Regions from separate parts of the Danio rerio genome. Here region 1 is linked to region 2. A link is a contact called in public HiChIP or PLAC-seq data. All regions are on one chromosome and are shown on one strand. Each heading gives the region's core, a stretch centred on a gene start, on an enhancer-like site or on the middle of the called end of the contact. The rest is flanking DNA. Distances are from core to core; before and after follow the strand shown.

What was found. HiChIP or PLAC-seq counts read pairs in DNA pulled down with a chosen protein or histone mark.
Region 1: a contact with region 2 is called in an H3K4me3 HiChIP or PLAC-seq map of pancreas, with 10 times the contacts expected there. The contact joins the promoter of dact2 here to the promoter of eif3s6ip in region 2. A contact is called at or near these places in 9 of 18 Hi-C or Micro-C datasets (caudal fin, embryo, hematopoietic stem cells and 1 more) and 4 of 4 datasets of contacts at active chromatin or transcription factors (caudal fin, embryo, gastrula embryo and 1 more).

What each region holds. Positions count from the first base shown.
Region 1 is chr13:47,006,205-47,010,662 of GRCz12tu, forward strand. It overlaps dact2 (dishevelled-binding antagonist of beta-catenin 2), which reads left to right and starts at 1,632. Exons shown (of 4, transcript NM_001077794.2): 1 at 1,632-2,000. The coding sequence starts at 1,746.
Region 2 is chr13:46,832,569-46,837,138 of GRCz12tu, forward strand. eif3s6ip (eukaryotic translation initiation factor 3, subunit 6 interacting protein) reads right to left here and starts at 2,175. Exons shown (of 15, transcript NM_213128.1): 1 at 2,063-2,175; 2 at 1,832-1,874; 3 at 675-888; 4 at 514-593. The coding sequence starts at 2,095.

The DNA.
Region 1 (4,458 bases), core at 382-2,881, 170 kb after region 2:
TTTGTTTCACACTGTCATTCACAATTGTAAAGTCAGTTGTCTTACTTTGCATAGTAACTCATCACATGGGTAAACACCTGTCACACTTAATTGCAATTTAGAAATCAGAGCTGGTTCATAACTGGCTCACTGCCCACCCTCGTTTTTTAGTTGGTCTCCCTCCATATTCTCCATTTCTTGAGGAATTATTTTCTGCCTGACCGAAATCCACACTTTTTTTGTTTTTACTGTAACTGTCTTCTGATGTAAATACGTCTGTTGATGGTATATGTAGATCACGTTATGTGCAACTTTGTGTTGATTTGGATGAACACTGTACACACTGTTTTTGTGAGAAAAATACACTAAATTATATTTTGTATTTGTGTTTTTGTATAAAAACCGTATTCTAAAATATTTTACAATGCACTTCTGTATGCCTACTGTCTGTAGTCAGAGTAACACTGAATAAAAAAGGCCTACAGTAAGTCATTATGCTAAATGGAGAAGAAGTGGTCATAGTGCTTACATTAAGCACATCAGCGATCAACCAGTTCTTATAAATGTCTACTCATGTGATGTTTGTGTGTGTGTCATTTAAAAACAAAATACCATTTTGAGAAGCAATCACTGTGTTTTGAATGTAAAGTTTCATTTTGCAGGAGAATTGAAGGGTTTTGCCCAATGTGTGTGTGTGTTTATGACTTGTGTGTTAAGTTCTGACAATATGAGACATGCTTTTAGAAAATGTGTGTAAACAATTGGGAAAAACTGTAATAATATTTTAAGGTTTTACGATTTTTATTTATGGCATTGTACGCAAGAGGGCGCTAACAGCTAACAGTTCAAGTTAAATACGATCAAGGGATGTCTTTTGTGCTCAGGTAAAAACAATGAAATATATGTATATGTATAATCATATATTGGTTAATAATTGATGTTTGTTAAATAAATACGTCCTTCTAATAAGTTTAAGAAACAATATGTTAGGTCTTATTTGTTAGAAATCTACGAGACCCCAAGAGGTTTTATAGCTAACTTATGAATAATGAATTTTAACTTATTATTATTATCATTATCATCATTATTATTATTATTATTATTATTATTATTATTATTATTATTATTATTATTATTATTATTTAATGCTTAAAGAACAAAGTACAGAAGGATACAAATAAGGGTCAGGGGTGTACAAAAAATAAAATAAATATAAAGAAGACAAACAAATATATGTGTAAATAAGCATAATAAAGTATAAGAGCCTTGTGGGATTACAGGATCTTTAAAGTTTCAAGTAAAAAAAAAAAAAAAAGGTTTTAATGGCTTTTTTATTAATTATTTAATGGCTAATTTTATTAGTGCTTTGCTCTATGTTGTTCGTAATGTTCTATTTGTTTTAGTTTAGCAGAATAAAATTGTTCTTGGTTATTAAATATACATTTTAACATACCTTTCAGCTTGATTCGCTTCGAGCGTTTGATCACGTATCCTCATTATTATTAATCACCTATGCATTTACTTGATTATGATTGGCAGACAAACGGAGCAGCCTTAACCAAAGTCAGCCAATCAGCAAAGAGAAGGGGTGTGATTTCTGAATATAGGCGTGGCTAGTTTGTACACCACCCCGTACAGGTATTGTATACACTAACGCGCTCCATCCAAACACAATAGTTGATTCGCACTGTTGAAGCTCAGTCGCATAGCGGATCTCATTATTATTTTCTGGAGTCTCTGGATATGTCTAAACGGCACGTCTGATAATGCTGGGAAGAAAAATACCTGGATCAGGTGTGCTAGGCGCGGGTGCGGGAATGGACCGGGGCAGGACAGGAGAGAGGCTGCACGCAGCGCTGGCCGGACTGCAGGAGCTGCACTTTCTGCGGGACAAACAGAGTGCCATGGTGCACTGGGCGCTGACCCTGAACAGAGACCAGCCAGACCCATCAAAACAAGAGAACGTGAGCAAAGAGGAGCTGAGGCTGGAGGCAACACTTTCTCTACTCAAACAACAGCTGGTAAGAAATCAAAAGAGATTCAAGATATAAACATTAAGGTTTTTTTAAACACATGCACTTTAAATGAAAAATGTAGTTGCTGAAATGTATACAGGGGTGAACTATGAAGTAAAACAAATGGAAATCTGTAGTCAAATATATGAACCATTTAGTTCATATGTATTATTAGCCTACTTCTTGTTTGGTTTCTTTTATTCTACCATTGAATCGACTATGTAATTAAAAACTGGGGTATTTTTCTAGCTTAATTATGTAATTGTTATCTTATTAAAATGAGGTGTAAGCTGGTTTTATATTTGTTCATTCGTTTATTTTTGACAATTTGTGGAATGCTACTTTAAATATTCAGTCATAAATTGCATGTATGATTTAAAGACATTAGTAGGCTGCTATTTACCTGATAACTGAACAGTGTTGTACTTTGACAGTTATTTTCCATTTAAACTCCTGAAATTATATGGTTGACCTCATATCCATAGATTATCATATTTTTTAAATTGCTTATTACTGTTAATCAGAGTTGTGTCAGTATTATTTAATGCAAGATGTGGGCCAAAAATGTATTTTTTTAAGAAGGTGAAAGTCTGAATATGCTATAATATAAAACCAACTTTACCTCAATTCGTATTAAAGGCTAAAGAAAATCTGGTTTGTTTTCGTCAAAAGTGCATAATGTATATAGCAAAAGGTATTTTTACTAGTGTAAAGTTGAAGTCAACACATATTAATTAGTTGCTTTATATTTGTTATTGCTTTTTATTGAATCTACTTTACAATTTAAGTCAATAGTTTACTTCCAATTGAAAACAGCCATTTTTCCAGCTCAATCACTAACATGTCCTCATAAGAGTTCTTGTGATATTATTAATTATAAAGTAATTAATTATTAAATTATTTAAAAAATAGTATTTATGTTATGCTATTTTAGATTTTACTTACCTTAGTTTTATGGAACTTTGACAATCGTATCTTCAGGAAGCAAACTGGGGTTAAAAAGCTTAAGTCATGTGACTATTTACACCAGCCAAGAAAAAAAATGTTGACAACATCAAGACAGTAAGCACTTCGATTCATATAGCTGCCAGTACTATTACTGGCTTATTGAAAACTCCATTTAGTGTTAACATAAAGAGATAAACGGATGTTATCTATTTGGTTGAATTTACAGTAAAAGTTTTTTTTTTTTCAAAATGATCAAGAACATTTTTCTTGATTATCAAAATAATTAAGACAAGAATGAATGTTGCTGAACAGTATCAGGATCACTTTGAAGAAAAGTTTTGATCTACTTCAAATGTTGACTACTGTAGATAGATATACCAGATGTTTAGTGATTTTTTTCCTCAGGTATTTGGCATTATTTTAGAGGGCTTTCCACTTTTCAGCAACAAATGAGAATATGTACATAACACACACATTCCCGTACAGCAGTGGCTATTTAATGGTGTATTTTGTGCATGGTTTGGCAGTGCCCTTGATGACTGAATCCAGTACTGAACACAGGCTCAGCTGGGGGTCATAGTGAGAGGTCATAAATCAAGGGCTCTGAGGGGGGCCAGTCCGTTTCTGATGATTAACCCAATTTAATGAGAATGGCAAAAGAGGAACTGTGGCCTGGTCGGCGACACAGATTTGACCCCGCAGTCGATGCACGTTTGAACTTTTTGGACTTTTGTTGAACCCTTCTAATGCTCAATGGACAAATTGTCTGTGATCTATAGACGTATAATAGACTGGCAGTAGTGGTCTTACACTATTTAAATTAATAATACAAAGAAGCATTATTTCAAAAGTGCAGTTGATATTATTTATAATAGAGCAATAAATAGTGCATTTAAGGGCCAGTTCACCCTAAAATGAAAATTCTGTCATCATTTACTAATCAGTTTCTTTCTTCTGTTGAACACAAAGGAAGATATAATGAAGAATATTCAGAAAAAAACAGCCATTGGTTCCCATAAGATGTTTTTGTACCTATTATGAATGTCTGAGCTATTTTTTTTCCAACATTCTTCAGAATTATTCTGAATAACCGTTAATTAGTATTATAAATGTTATATAAGTGGGAGTAACTGATGAGTAAATGTTTATTTTTTGGGTTAACTATACTTTTAGATTCTGATTGGGTCTTTGTAAATTAATTTCCCATGAAAAGATCCTGAAAAAAAACATGGATTTTTATTCATAGTGAATTACATTGTTCTAGATATGCACCGTTCTAAATTCAGCTTTGTGCAATCTCTAAAAAATAAAGGACGCATTAGTCAAAATGTCTTTGTTCCCTGGAAAGCATCTGGCAAATCTACCACCATATTTATCCGAATGTCAGCACCCAGCTGCAACAAACCCCTTATGTTCAGAAAATCCTTCATTATAACATTACCAGCATTATCGCAAAGGATTTTCTCAATTTAAGTGGTTTGTTGGGACCGGTTGCATTATCCACACAACCATCATT
Region 2 (4,570 bases), core at 925-3,424:
AGGAATATATATGAATGTCTCCAATAGACAGAGCGGTATTAATGCGCCCTGAAGTAAAGTGAAACGGCTATACGTCGTGTTTGCTGGCCTCAAGCATCACGCACCTGTCTTCCAGACAGCCAGGAAGTCAGTTTGTCAGCACAAGACCTTAAAGAATAAAACAAATGACGCACAGCACTCCTACGGTCGGTTACAGAAAATTTGCGCTGTTATAATTCACTCACCCTTTAATACATTTTGGTGCGATTATTACCAGCTATTAAAAAAATAGAATGTTTTGAATGAGAAGCTGTAATGTATCCGTGGCAGGATGAATTTTGGCGTAGCGCGCCACCATGGAAGAATAAATGTAGCGGAAATCATGTATATATATTTATATTTATAAACACACGATTGTACATGATTAATTGTCCAACAGCACTAAAAAAAATAAAGATCACAGGAACACCTTTCAGCAAACAGATCAATCCACAAACTCCGATTCCTGAATGGAGCAAACAATGATTCCCTCACCGTTTCCAACCAGCGATGCGATGGCTTCTGCTTCCGGCCATGGAGACGTCTTAAAGAAGCGATCTGTAAGCTTGTTCCAGCTATAATTAAAATATGAATATATACATCAAGATTTCCAAACATCAGAATGTAATCAGTGTTATTACTCAACGGTTCCACACCTGTTCTCATAAACATCCTGGATCTCATAGATCTTCTGCTCAATGCTCTCGCTGGACACGCGGTTGGCCTGCAGCTCGTAAACCTTCTGATCGATAAGGTCTGAGATGGTTTTATGGAAATACTGCAGGAAGTTCTTTATGACTTCGGGAATCACGTGGTAAGTCTGCTGGTGCTCATACTGACGTTCATAAGCCAGATCAGCTTTAGGATCACCTGCAAAATATAGTTTATGAGTCAGTGAAGATTTGCGCACACAAAAATAGACAGTGTTTTATTATAGACAGAGCACAGTGAAGCGTCTTATGTTTGTTTTTAAGTAAGAGACTACTTCAAAATGATGACATCTATTAATTGTCAGGACTTATTAGGCATGTGGGATAAAATGCTTATCAATTTCTAAATTTTTTTCTGTCAGAAAATTATGACAAGATATTTTTTTTCACTTGTTGATGTTTGGAAAATATGGCTATTTCACCAAATAATGATTTCTCAACTTAAAATATCGATGTTGTGTTCCATTATATAATAATATTAATAATAATTAACTAAAATGCTCTAAACAGCCCTTTGATTTTAAATTTAGAAGAATCAGCCAGATGTGAAACTGACACTTGTGTGGTTTTGGTAAATCGACTATAATAGTTTAAAAACATAGACAAAGACACTTTTGAGTATTTTTAAAGTACTGTAAAATACTTGCTTACCCAAAACATGTAGAAACCTATTTTTTTCATGGCAAGGTTGACATTTAAATGGAATTGCTCATTTATATATATATATATATATATATATATATATATATATATATATATATATATATATATATATATATATGATGTAATACATTTTTATTTTATAAAAATATAAGCATTTTTTATATTTCTTTATTCTAAATGTTTGGTTAATGTTTTTGGTATATTAAAAAGTTTGATTGTGATGACCATCTGCCAAGCTAATTCAGCTAAAAAACTGAGCCTAAAATGTCACTAAATCTCATAACTACATAGAAAATGAGGAATATAACTGCATAAGGGTCCACTTCTTGAGAAAAAAGAAGTGTAGGCACCAGAAAGGAAAAAAAAAAAAAGTTGTTGGTCTGAGCGAGAACCTCCTTTTTGCAGTAACGTATATAAGACCGTCATGTGTCATAACTCACCGGTGTGATAGTCGTAGTCATTGGGGTAGCTATACGGGTCATACTGTGAACAAAAACACACAGTAAACAAGCATTAGTCAGACGTATTAACCATTTAAATCCAGGACGAGCTTTGTAATTCAATGCACAGAATGAAGCTGTGGACGGATCGAGATGCTCCATTGATAAAGACCAACATGCGTTATACGTTTTAATCTATCACACACGACTTTAAGTATTTAAGACACGTACGTTTACATCTTCTTCTTCTGCCGGGTAAGACATGGTGGATGTTTATCCCTGTTTTTGGAGTTTAATCCGTTAATAAACCTTTCATAAACTCCACAGCAGCCGCAAAGCACGCGCGGAGGAGAGAGAGGAAGTTCACTGCACATACTTCCGGTGACGCAGGGAACGGACAAAGCATTGTGGGCCACTGGCGGAATCGTCCCGAAAGAAAGTGAGTTATACACGAATGTCATAATGTTAACGAATGTAACGAATATAACGAATGTTATAAACGTCTATACTTTAATATTTCTAGAACATTTGGATTGTCAGGCTTTTGTGTACATGATAACGTTTTCATTTGAGCACTTCCACTTTTATTTTGACACATTGCAGTAACGATAATAGTAATGTACAGTAATAGAAATACTTCAAAATGGAAATACTTTGGTCTCCGACCAGTGCTTTAAATCACGTGACACCACAATAATTATTATAATAGTTCTAATAAGTACATTTATTTATTACAATTTTAAGCATATTGCAATTCCCCAGTATATTTCTACCATCAGTTTTTTTTACTATGCATAATTATTGTGTATACCTATATTGAAATTATTATGTATAATTATGTTTACCTTATTTTTTGGCAAATAATATTGCTGTAATTATCTATGTAAATAAACAAACAAGCTGATAAATAAATATACATAGAACATAAAAATGTATTCTATTTATCAGTATATTATTATTATTAGCAGTATTAGTAGAATTCTTATTATTATATAGCCTAATTATCTGTGTAAATAATAAAGTTACATTAAACATAACAAAAGCATTATTATTATTATTATTATTATTATTATTATTATTATTACTACTATTATTACTATATTGCTGAAATACCTCTATGTAAATAAACAAATGAATAAAGTTACATTAAACTTAACAAAAATGTATACTATTTTACAGTATTTTATTATTATTATAATTATTATTTTATAGCTGTAAACAAATAAATAAAGTTACATTAAACATATCAAAACATATATTATTATTATTATACAAGTATATTAATATATTTCGGCAATTCTCTATGTAAATAAACATTTAAACAAAAAAATTTATATGAAACATCAAAAATATATAATATTTAGCAGTACATTATTATTATTATTATTATTGATATTATTATTATTATTATTATTATATTGCTTTAATTCTTTATGTAAGGTAACAAATAAAATAAATACATTTACACATAACATTTAAATTAAACCAAAACGTATACTATTTAGCAGTATATTATTATTATTATTATTGATATTATTATTATTATTATTATTATTATTATTATTATTATTATTATTATATTGCTTTAATTCTTTATGTGAGGTAACAAATAAAATAAATACATTTACACATAACATTTAAATTAAACCAAAACGTATACTATTTAGCAGTATATTATTATTATTATTATTATTATTATTATTATTAGCTGTAATTCTTTATTAAAATAAATAAAATTATATTAACATAACAAAAGCATATTATTTAACAGAATATTATTATATTGCTGAAACTCTCTATGTAAAAACATAGAATTCTCTTGTATAAACAAAGAAATAAATACATTTACATTAAACAACAAAAGTGCATACTATTTAGCAGTATATTATTATTATTATTAATATTAATTATTATATTGCTAAAATTCTCTGTGTAAATAAACAAATAAATAAATACATTTATACATAACATTTACATTAAACAAAAACGTATACTATTTAACAGATTATTACTACTATTAGGCCTATTGTTATTTTGCTGTAATACCTCTATGTAAATAAACAAATAAATCAATTTACATTAAGCATAACAAAAAATGTATAGTAACAGTATATTATCTTTATTATGAATATTATATAGCTGTAATTATCTACGTAAATAAATAAAGTTACACAAAAAACATATATTATTTAACAGTATATTATTATATTGCTGCAATTCTCTATGTAAATAAACAAAAGAATAATTACTTTAAACATAACAAAAACTCATACTATTTAGCAGCATATTACAATTATTATGATTATTATGATGATGATGATGATGATTAGATAGCTGTAATTCTCTTTGTAAATAAACAAATAAATACATTTACACATATCATTTAAATTAAACAAAACAAAAACGTATATATTTAACAGCATAGTAATAATATTACTAATAATAGTTTTTATTATTATTATTATTATTATTATTATTATTATTATTATTATTGCTATTATTATTATTATTATTATTATTATTATTATTATTATTATTAGACATATTTTCCCCAACTGATATAGCGCTGCATTACCACCAGCGTCCTGTGGATGGTGCAGTTGCTCCAGTATTTCAGCGCTCACATCTGCCCGTCAGACGCACTCTTAACACTTTGCAGATGAGTTACTTCATTTTACTGCCTTTCATAATGAGGTATTTCGTCAACTCGTCAACAAGACAAATAATGAAACACAGAGT